Linked DNA regions of Mus musculus: regions 1, 2 and 4 are each linked to region 3. The links are chromatin contacts, called in public Hi-C maps. All regions are on one chromosome and are shown on one strand. The core of a region is the stretch at or near the end of the contact, and the rest is flanking DNA. Distances in the headings are between cores, read along the strand shown.

Evidence for each region. A called contact is a pair of places that touch in the nucleus more often than the background predicts.
Region 1: a contact with region 3 is called in a Hi-C map of neutrophils, with 4 times the contacts expected there. The contact joins the enhancer-like site here to the promoter of Sem1 in region 3. A contact is called at or near these places in 1 of 39 promoter capture datasets (macrophages), 1 of 484 Hi-C or Micro-C datasets (neutrophils), 1 of 115 datasets of contacts at active chromatin or transcription factors (bone marrow-derived macrophages) and 1 of 9 other capture datasets (pancreatic islet).
Region 2: a contact with region 3 is called in a Hi-C map of adipose-derived mesenchymal stem cells, with 2.3 times the contacts expected there. The contact joins the enhancer-like site here to the promoter of Sem1 in region 3. A contact is called at or near these places in 3 of 39 promoter capture datasets (the C10 cell line, macrophages and second pharyngeal arch cranial neural crest), 9 of 484 Hi-C or Micro-C datasets (the MNK3 cell line, adipose-derived mesenchymal stem cells, cerebellar granule neurons and 3 more), 1 of 115 datasets of contacts at active chromatin or transcription factors (the 230-238 cell line) and 2 of 9 other capture datasets (adipose tissue and pancreatic islet).
Region 4: a contact with region 3 is called in a Hi-C map of liver, with 2.6 times the contacts expected there. The contact joins the enhancer-like site here to the promoter of Sem1 in region 3. A contact is called at or near these places in 1 of 39 promoter capture datasets (liver), 5 of 484 Hi-C or Micro-C datasets (liver and nephron progenitors) and 2 of 9 other capture datasets (liver and pancreatic islet).

What each region holds. Positions count from the first base shown.
Region 1 is chr6:6,495,216-6,497,915 of GRCm38.p6, reverse strand. No RefSeq gene overlaps it. Among named protein-coding and RNA genes, the nearest start is that of Gm52889, 69 kb to the left of the region's middle. Within about 2 kb of position 1,380, at least 22 of the 459 cell types and tissues checked have an H3K27ac peak or open chromatin away from gene starts, as enhancers often do. A contact at or near this core is called in neutrophils, where this site is marked.
Region 2 is chr6:6,691,268-6,693,967 of GRCm38.p6, reverse strand. No RefSeq gene overlaps it. Among named protein-coding and RNA genes, the nearest start is that of Gm20618, 10 kb to the right of the region's middle. Within about 2 kb of position 1,292, at least 17 of the 459 cell types and tissues checked have an H3K27ac peak or open chromatin away from gene starts, as enhancers often do. A contact at or near this core is called in adipose-derived mesenchymal stem cells, where this site is marked.
Region 3 is chr6:6,577,228-6,579,941 of GRCm38.p6, reverse strand. Sem1 (SEM1, 26S proteasome complex subunit) reads left to right here and starts at 1,284. Exons shown (of 3, transcript NM_009169.2): 1 at 1,284-1,463. The coding sequence starts at 1,388.
Region 4 is chr6:6,455,930-6,458,629 of GRCm38.p6, reverse strand. No RefSeq gene overlaps it. Among named protein-coding and RNA genes, the nearest start is that of Gm52888, 67 kb to the right of the region's middle. Within about 2 kb of position 1,444, at least 4 of the 459 cell types and tissues checked have an H3K27ac peak or open chromatin away from gene starts, as enhancers often do. A contact at or near this core is called in liver, where this site is marked.

The sequences.
Region 1 (2,700 bases), core at 131-2,630, 82 kb after region 3:
CAAAGTCTTTCAGTCATCAGGGAAATGCAAATCAACATGACTGAGATTCCATCTCACACCAGTCAGAATGGCTAAGATAAAAAGCTTTAGTGACAGCACATGCTGTTAAGGATGTGGAGCAAGGGGAACACTCCTCCATTGCTGGTGGGAGTGCAAACTTGTACAACCTTCTTGCTTCTCACAACCTTTTCCAGGTAAGTAAAAGATTAAAATCATTCCAATCCAAACAGCACTTGAGTTTGTTAAAACAGCGCCAGCCAGCCAGGTGAAGAAAGGCTACAAAGGGTCTTAGTATGATTTATCACTAATTTGGGTAAACAAAGTTTGATGTTTATGAGAAGGAAGTGGAAGAAATACTTCAAAAAGATAGTAAACCTCTCTCCCTAAGTTGGGAGATAACAGGTATTTTTATCTTGTACTCATACATTTTCCAAATTTTTCCATATTGTGCTCTTCTTTTAAGCTGAAGTATCTGTGTCTTCCTTCCTTCCTTCCTTCCTTCCTTCCTTCCTTCCTTCCTTCCTTCCTCCCTTCCTTCCTTCTTCCCTCCCTCCCTCCCTCCCTCCCTCCCTCTCTCTCTCTCTCTCTTTCTCTCTTTCTTTCTTTCTTTCTCTTTAACCAACCTTTTTTTTAAAGTAGACTACTTAGTCTAATACCATAATAAATCAATTCAGTATAACAAGCTATTTGCATTACACTGGCTGCCTGACTTCCAGACAGCTGTGGTCTATGAGATTGCTCACAGCTATAACAGAAAATAGGCAAGGTGCTATCCTCAGTAAGCCACAAGAAACAAAGCAGAAGTCATAAGGCCCTGTAACTCCAGGCCTTATCCAGTTCCATCAGAACTGCAGAGTACAACTCTAAAATGAGAGAACTTGACACAAGGTCATGGCAATTGAGTCATCTTGAGCAACATCATCAGAGTGGTTAAGGCAGAAATTGCCCCTCATTGAGTAAGATCGTGGGAGAAATCTTTAGGACATAGTGACCAATTTGTGGTTACACTAAGTTCTTCAGTGCAGTTAGAAGTGTGTGTGTGTGTGGGGGGGGTTGTTAGCCAAAGAAGTAGCCCTTCCTTTTCTCTTGGGAGTTCCTGGGCATCAGTTAGAGTGCAAATATGTTGCTCTCAGAGCAGAGGATGGCCACACTGTGTGTCTCCACCAGCACAAGAAGTTGTTATCAGCTGTCCAACACACAGCCCTAGATTCCCTCTAGATCATGTGTTCAATACTCAGTCACCTGTCTGAGTCCAGGTAGGGAAAGGTTAGCTCTAACTACTTTTAAAGAAATGTGGTCAATGACAAGAGATCACAGATTGGAGACTTCCGAACTGAGGTTGAGTGGAGACCGTTTTACATGGTTCCTGTTATGGCCGTGGGTGTAGTAATATTACTGTAGAGCCATTGCTCAAGCTCATGTCTACCTACATTGCATGCTAAAAATATGGGGAGGACCTGGATTTCTACATCTGACTCTGCAGAATGGGGATGGGGGGGCGCACCTCATTGTATTTGAGGCAAGTATTCCCTGGGTTGGCAGTGGGAAAAGTTAAATGTGTGCAAGCAAGATGACTCAAAAGTCTTCTGATGTCTAACTCAGAACCAGTGGGTTAAAGACTTTTGTAGCTACTGATCTGGCCTTTGCACAGTGTGCTTAGGCAAGTGTTGAAAGGAAATGATCCCATGAGATGAGCAGGTAGCTATATTACTTCTACCAGGAAACCACGATACAGCCATGGCACTGAAACTTAGATACGGAAGATTTGTCTGTCTCACCATGTTCTTCACCCTCACACAGAGATGTCACAGGTTCTTATTCATTCATCATTCAGAAAATGCACTTCTTTTTTTTTTCCATTTTTTATTAGGTATTTAGCTCATTTACATTTCCAATACTATACCAAAAGTCCCCCATATCCACCCACCCCCACTCCCCTGCCCACCCACTCCCCCTTTTTGGCCCTGGTGTTCCCCTGTACTGGGGCATATAAAGTTTGCAAGTCCAATGGGCCTCTCTTTCCAGTGATGGCCGACTAGGCCATCTTTTGATATATATGCAGCTAGAGTCAAGAGCTCCGGGGTACTGGTTAGTTCATAATGTTGTTCCACCTATAGGGTTGCAGATCCCTTTAGCTCCTTGGCTACTTTCTCTAGCTCCTCCATTGGGAGCCCTATGATCCATCCATTAGCTGACTGTGAGCATCCACTTCTGTGTTTGCTAGGCCCCGGCATAGTCTCACAAGAGACAGCTACATCTGGGTCCTTTCGATAAAATCTTGCTAGTGTATGCAATGGTGTCAGCATTTGGATGCTGATTATGGGGTGGATCCCTGGATATGGCAGTCTCTACATATCCATTCCTCTGTTGAGGGGCATCTGGGTTCCTTCCAGCTTCTGGCTATTATAAATAAGGCTGCTATGAACATAGTGGAGCATGTGTCCTTCTTACCAGTTGGGGCATCTTCTGGATATATGCCCAGGAGAGGTATTGCTGGATCCTCCGGTAGTACTATGTCCAATTTTCTGAGGAACCGCCAGACTGATTTCCAGAGTGGTTGTACAAGCCTGCAATCCCACCAACAATGGAGGAGTGTTCCTCTTTCTCCACATCCACGCCAGCATCTGCTGTCACCTGAATTTTTGATCTTAGCCATTCTGACTGGTGTGAGGTGGAATCTCGGTGTTGTTTTGATTTGCA
Region 2 (2,700 bases), core at 43-2,542, 110 kb before region 3:
TTAAGGAGATGTTGATGCCATAGGATATTTTTTTCATCTATTTTAGTAATTCACAGAAAGTTGAGAGCTGGGGGGAGTGGCTTAGTGGGTAAGCAGTTGGCCTGCTTGCATGGGGAGAGGAGTCGGGAGCCACAGCACCCAGGTGAATGTACTTCGAAGGCCCCAGAGTGAGACTTGATTTGCCTATAGGACAGAAAGCATGTAAGTTTGGAAAACGAAGAGAACAAATGGCATGAGACAAGACAAAAGAAATTAAGATATATCACAGGTAAGGAACTTTTAAAGTGCTGCCAATAATCTTTAATTTTTATATAAGCAAGTAATAGAATAAAATGTTCATTTTTTTTCCCTAGATTTATTTATTTTATGTGTGTGTGTTTTTCTCAGATGCATGTCTGGTGACCACAGATGTGAGAAGTGGGTGCTGGAGCCCCCTGGAACTAGAGTAATGAATGATTGTGAATCACCAGGTGGGTGTTAGGAACAGAACCTGGTACTCTGTCAGAGTAGCAAGCGTACTTAATAGCTGAGCTGTCTCTACAGCCCATGTTCATTGTTCTTTAAAGCTCCTGTTATCAAAAGAACAACAACAAAATAAGCCTGTTGCCCTGATCCCTGTCTCATTTTTGCCTCAACTGTAGGAAATATTCTTTCAGACTTTTTATAATCCACTTATGATTGCATATTCCTGTCTACAATGCTTAATTTTGATGACCTCAATTTAAATTATCTAAAAATAGTGCACATGCAGAGTGTGTTGTTTTGTAATTTGTTTTTTATTTATGTATTAGTGATTTTTCTATATCTGCCACACATGCTTCTCTTAACTTATTATAAAATATGTATGACTCAGAGTATACATTCCTTATTATTTTCGTTAACTATTACCTTACTGATTGACATTTAGGTTATTTTCCAGTCCTATTGATGGAACTTGGAGTCTAACACACAGACAAACATTGCACTGGGAGTGAAATACCCAGCCACACCCGTTCATGTTTCTTAATTTAAGCCCAGGTTGGCCCAAACTCATGATCCTTCTGCTTTCACTTCCAAACACTGGGGTTGCATGTCTATGACATCATAGTTGGCTTTCTAACTTTTAATGATAAAAATATTCCAAACGATTTTTCTGAGACAGGGGTTTTACTGTGTAGCCCTGACTGACCTGGAACTAGCTATGTAGACCACATTGCCCTTACGCTCTTAGCTAGTTCCACCACCCTATGTGGTGTACTTAAGCCACCACCCCTAACCAAAAAAAATTTTTTTGTATACACATATCTGTAGTATTTAGATTTCTATCACCATATGGCTTAGGCATATCGATGGCTTAGTTTTACTTCTGGATATCTTCAGGGGAATTTCAAGCTAAAATTGTCATTTGCAATCTGAATCATGCACGTGAAAACAGGCTCAGGGGACTTTTATTTATGATGCATGTAACAGGGCTGGGTGGGGTTTCCAACCTGCTTTGGCAGAACACAGTAAGGCCATGTAGCGAGTTGTGCCCACTATTAGAGTTTGCATTATTTTCATAAGTGGAAGTAAAATCCCTTGAGTTAAGCATGTAACATCTTTGTGGTTTGAGGAGGAGAGATAAAGAGCTGAGGGCTAGGGTCTGACTCAATACCAGCAGACATCTCTATTCCAGGAGACAGTACGAACTCGGAACAACCGAGAATCATCTCTGAAGGGGACATGTGATGCATCATCTTCTATTCTGAGGAAATGAAGTCATAGCCTGAGCAAGGCTAAATATTTCCTTCTTGTTTCTATGTGCAGATCAAGCTTTAGGCAAATGATGGCACTTCACTTATGGGACCAGCACAGCTACATATCTATGCTCCTGATAAATAAGTTGTACCATTAATTGCATTTAGCGTACTTATCCTACCTAATATATTGGCTTAGCAATGCAGTCTACTACAGAATGTTGGCTGTTTCCCCTCAGAATTGTCTAAGAGCTGTGAGAATTGTGGCTTGATGCCCCTGCACAGCATGAAGGAGGCTATTGTACCACCTCTGAGTAGCCTATGACACTGTACGAAATCCAGCCTCAAAGCATCCCTTCCATTGAACGTGATTCAGTATTGTAAAGCTGAAATATCAGAATTAAGTCAGGGGCCATTGATGGCTATTGCCATTTTGGGTGTTTGTTTGTTTGCTTGCTTTGTCTTGTTTTCTTAAAAACAAAACAAAACAAAACCAAAAACCAGTCGCTGAAGTGGTTTATCCCAGTAGCCGAATGAACAAAGAGAACTCCTTAAAGAATGCCAGAGAGGAGTTAAAGAGAAATCTCTTGCATGTCCAGCCTCCCTTCTCACCTCCACACAATAGGAATTCTCTATCCTTTCTGGGTGCCTGAAACCTTCCAGTTATGGTTCTCTTTGGCAGAGCTTCACGCCTCTCTGCTTCAGGCGGGCAATTTGTCAGGAAGGTTTGGCTTGCCTCACCTTTATTCTTCCTTCCCTTCATTCACTCCAGCTTCAAGAGCCTCTAATTAGCCGTGTGACTTAATTACTCCAGCTCGATCTTCTTCTGCTTGTGGTTCTCCCACTGCTTAGGACTCAACAGTGGCTGCACCTTCTCAAGAGGCAAGGTCTTTTTCTGGAAATCCATTCTCTCATCCACTCTGTCCTGTCACTTCCACAGAGGTGGCGTGGGGGTGGGAGCAGTAGTTTTGTATGTCTGATTCTG
Region 3 (2,714 bases), core at 35-2,534:
GCAAGCACACATTTATTCTCTGCTCTTGACTGTGGATGTGAGAGCGGCTTCAAGTTTCTTCCTTGACATTCCTGCAGTGATGGAGTACAACTTAGAATTATAAGCCAAATGAGCTTTTCTCCCCTGAGCTGCTTTTTTGCCGGGGTATTTTATCATAGCAATGGAAATGGAATTAGGAAAGAGTGTTTGTATAAAATAAAGTATTTTTTACAAAATATGTTCCACTTTCTACTTTCTGATATATCTTTTTAAAAAAACATACAATATTCATATTTATATCCATAAATTGTTCAAACATTTTTCCCATGTTTTTTTAAAAATTCTCTGGCACGGGGTAGTGAGCCATTGGGGATATATTTCTAGCCCTCTGTTTACTTTTAATTTAGGGACACAGTTTCACTAAGTTGTCCAGCCTGATTTTACACTCATTGTATCCAAGGATGCCTTCTGCCCCAACTTCCTCAGTAGTAGGGCTTATAGACCTTCTTCAATTTTTATATATCAAATAGAGTTATTCTTGCACCTGTAACTATGTGTGTTATATGTATAGCCTTAAGTGTGGTGCTGAAAATAAATAAATTATACTAAAGAGAAATTAAGTACCTCATATAAGAGCCCTTTAGATGCAATAGAACACAGATTTATTAGCCTGGCAAATACGTGTTACTGTGTGGTTAGACACTAACTTTTCTCCTATCTTTCATTGTCTTGTTCTTTTCCATGGGTCACAATTAAAACAAAGAAAGCAAAACCAAATCATATCTTTTGAACAACAGTACAACGTTACATCATTTTTTTTTTTTTTTACTTGTTTATTTTTTACATCAACCTGTCAACTAGTTAGAACAGAAACCCTACGGAACACAATTGTAAGGTCAAGGAGCACAGCACAAAGGAAAGGTTGGAGGACAGTCAGAATTGTCTAGCATATGAGTGCCTCTGGCTGCCTTTGGTCCCGGGTTCCCTGTGATGTGGAGATATTTAACAGCATGCTCAAGGCTAGGTTTGAGTAGTGGAATAATGTAATAAGCTCTTAACTTATGTTACTTTATCTTTCCAGATTTCTGTTAGTGATTGTAAGCTAAATAATGGCCTTTAGTAATTTAATACACTGTAAATCTTTCACACGTAGGCAACTATATGAATAATAAAACGAACGAACACACTATAAAACAAAACAGTTCACTGTTTCAAGACGGGAGGACCTACTACAACCGCAGGACGCTCTGGGAGGACCTTCGCTGTCCCAGCATTCCTCGCGCTGCCCCGCAGCTCTTTCCCTCTCGTCTCTATGGTTGCGCCGGCGTTGTCAGGATCGGCGCCTCCGGAGTACTGAGGCTTCCGACTTTGCGGCCGGTCCGAGCAGCTTGGGTCTTGGCGCGGCGCGATGTCCGAAAAGAAGCAGCCGGTCGACTTGGGTCTCTTGGAAGAGGACGACGAGTTCGAGGAGTTTCCCGCGGAAGGTAACCGCCAGGCCGCGCGCTGGGCCTGGGGCCTCCGGTGGGGCGGCGCCGGGCCTGCTCTCTGCGGGAATGAGCTGGGCCCAGCAGCGCGGATCCGGGCGCGGCCTCCGGGGGCCCCGGCCTCGGCCTCCGCGTCCCGGTAGCCGTCGCTTCATGGCGCGGCCCAGTGTTTTGCGCCTCGTCGCTGGGAGGAACCAGGTGAAGCTGGGCCCACGGTGCTGCGAGCTTGTGGCCCTTTAACTTCAACCCGGGACTCTCCGCATCTGCACAGTCTCTTGTTTTGCTTCGGTTTCCAAGCCTCCCCTTGGTAGTAAACTTCAGAGTCCCACTGTTGCCCAGGGCAGCCAGTGCTGTGTACCTCTCGGATAGCGCGAATGAGCCCCGAGAAGTGGGATGATAGAGTCGTTCGTGTGTGTTGTATTCATTACAGATTTTGCCTCAATTTCTGCTTCTCTCCATTTACGGTCACGTGAATTAACCCAAGCTTTATAAAAGTCTTAACCATCTGCCTTCGAAACTAACTTCAATGCTAGGGATGCTTTAGTTTTCTCATTGTAGGTAATAACATAGCTAATGTTGGAAGAGCCTGCTATGATCTTGGGAACGTGAGTGCTTCGCTTCTATTGGCACAATCCATTTCCACAAATATAGGAAGTAGGTATTAATGTACTTACTATTATTCACGTAAGGAAACAGAAGTTTGGAACAATGGAGAAACAGGCCCAGTGTCAACACTGTCCGGAAATGGTGAAACTGAGACGCCTTAATTTACACCAAAGTCCTTAACTTCAGCAGTTATCTTCTGTTTGCTAGGCCTCTTTTTGCCATATTAGTTTTTCAAATTGATTACTTTATTGGCTAATTGTTTTGAGTAGATTTCCCAAATATTTTACCTTGTTTCTAAAAAGTGAGTTAGACTGTGTCTCCATGAAGACCATAGGAAGAGAATTGTGGTTAGTCATGTGCACATACGTGGCATCAAGCAATTATCACTTGACAAAAATTGTACTTAGTTACCCCACCATGATCTCAATGCGCATAAAATCACATCACAGGAACGTTTAGTCTAAGTATAATGTAGTGTTTTAGTTTTAGTGAAAGAGAACATTAGTGTGTATATTATGCAACCTCATAAACCAATTCAGAAGATATATTTCCTCTGAGTTAGGAGTCTATAATATATGATGGGATAGTTTACCTTTTGTTTTGGTAATAAATTTATTTGTTCAGTCTGATGTTTTGTTTTCAGGT
Region 4 (2,700 bases), core at 195-2,694, 120 kb after region 3:
TTTTCAGGCTGTAGTCTTGACAAAAAGGGCTTTTTTGTTGTTGTTGGTGGTGGTTTGTTTGTTTGTTTGTTTTTGTGAAGGTAAGGCAAACTTTATAAGAACTTGTCATTTGATTCTCTAGGAAATATAGAATGCATCTATTAATTCGAGGCAAGCGTTTGATTCTGTTGGTAGAGGCAGGTGAGCTAGTTCCAGGATGCTTAAATTCAGGGTTCCCTGACTTGGAGGCTGACAGATCACTGCTTTCAAACTTAACCCAGTGAGAATACTTTTACTTTGAAATAGAGATCAAACTCTTTCATGGTTGCTGAGGTTGTTTGCTGTTCCTGTTAAGAAATGTCAGGAGGCAGAGGCAGGTGGATTTCTGAGTTTGAGGCCATCCTCGGCTACAAAGTGAGTTCCAGGAGAGCCAGGGCTATACAGAGAAACCCTGTCTCGGGGGGGGGGGGGGGGAATTGACCAAAAAGGAAATCAAGCAAAATAAAAGCTGCAGCCCTACCAGTCGGCCACATTTCATGAATTTTGTGTAAAGAAAATTAAGAAGAAAAGCAAAAGTATGGGGGGTACGGGGTGTCATAGACTTTAGGCCTGATAAACAATTACATTCAATTTGTCAAGCATATTACATTTTTTCCTATCTAATGACTTCTCTAAGCCCATGCCGTATCTTTCACCACAGTTCAAAGTTTAACTTGAAAAGATTTGCTAGACAAAGTGCAACTGTTCAGCCTTGGCTGGAATCTTTCTAATATGGATTGAGCCAGAGGTCCAGATTCGGAAGTCTGCCACCCTGATCCTCCCTCTGACAATCAATCCCCTTCCTCCCCAGAGCACCCACGCAAAGCCTGGCTTCCCACAGATGCTTTGGAGCTAGCCACATTTCCTGAGTGCCAGTGGCAAATTTACCTGCTCTGCACATGACAAGATGACAGGGCTGCATGCTCCATTACATCTGCTCCTCTTTTTAAGTAATTGCCTTAGATCTTGCCAAATTACATGCTAGTTTTCTCAGGCAAGCTAATTCTGATGAGGACGGAGGTGCTAAACTTTTATGAATGACCACAGCCTGATGGCTTTCCCTGTCTTCCTTTTCCAGAATCTACTCTTTTATGACCCAATTACAAACGGCCAGAGAACCCTAACTCTGCTAAATCCCAGCACTCCAGAACATTACATCTCCTTCAGGATTGTCTATATGGAAAACCACTTCCCCGTGTTCTGATTTTCATATCACACAGAGTGCCACTTTAGAGCATCCCTGATACTTTATACAAGTAAAAGCAACAGAGGAGTTAAGTACACTCACCAGCTTTAGCAAGTAAAAATTCAACATGCCTGGTTAAATCGAAGTTTCAGATAAACAATGAATTATCTGTTTGTGTAAGTACGCCTCATGTAATATTTGAGACACAGTGATGCCAAAACCTGCTTTTTTTATCTGAAACTCCAATTTAGCGGGGCTCCCTCTATTTTATCTGGCAAGCCTGGAGTAGAATAAGCCAAAACTGATCTCTATCACTGAGTTTTCTAACTAAATGTTTTATTGGGAAATTAAGGAATGAGCTATGTTTTGATTTTTTTGTACTCGGGAAATATAAAACGGATTTGTTTAAATAATAGGTAAAACTGAGATACTACTGGCAAGAGACTGTGAGTTGGATGGGAATCCCGTGCCCTTTTCACATTCCATAAAAACATAATTTTTCCTGTGCATACAAATATGAAAACCTCATTGTTTTCTGCTTGAGTTAGCATTTGTTATTTTTTGTTCATGACCCCCTCAGACGCTTTCCGTTACCCGAGTCATCTGCAGCCGGTCAGAGCTGGTGAAGCCCTCTGAGAACTCCAAGTGGAGGGAACCGGTTTAATGAAAACCAACTCACTTTGAGGAAGAAGGGCTCTGCGCCTGAAACTGGACTGCCAACACTCAGAGTATTAGAAATGAGCATCGTAGATCATTTTCTGAGTCCAAGAAAGACGTGCTAAGGATAATGTCTTCTCTAAGTCACATTTGCAAACCCCAAGTGTTCTCCTCTTTACTTGAATGGTTTAGTGTTATTAGCAAAACGGTTACAAAGCTATCTAGCGAATCTTCTTAGGATTTCTTCACTGCACATTTTATATTAGAAGCCAATCAGGAAATGTGATGTAAGTTGTTTTAACAGTAAAATGTTTCAGTTTTATGCATTCTGATGTTCAGCCTACGTGAGAATTGAAATGTTTCTCATTTTTATAAATCACGTTTTATTATCTTTCACGTTGATCTCAGTAATTTTATCTTTTTCTCCCTTACTCTTAAAATAGAGTTCAAATTGGTAAAAGAATGTTGGTTATTCTTATATGGTGGAACAGAGTTTTATTATTAGGCAAAGACTGAGTCTGTGTTGAACCTAATGTTACTGTTATAATCTGAAGTTTTCGAAGTAAAACGTTTTTCTTTTTAATTGTCTTGATGATATGTGGGACAGTCACAGTTGTTTCTGGTGCTCTAAAAGAAAACATGTTTATTAACAGGCAATTCTTCTTAGTAAACATGGCAAAATTTAAGTCCTGGGTCTACTGTCTAATTTTATCTTTATCTACTTGCCTAAAATGATCCGTATTATTTACTAAGTATTTATTCAATGGCTGTGGGAAAACACCAAATTAACTGTTCAAATATCCAATATAAACATAAATAAAATTCATATATCTGCATAT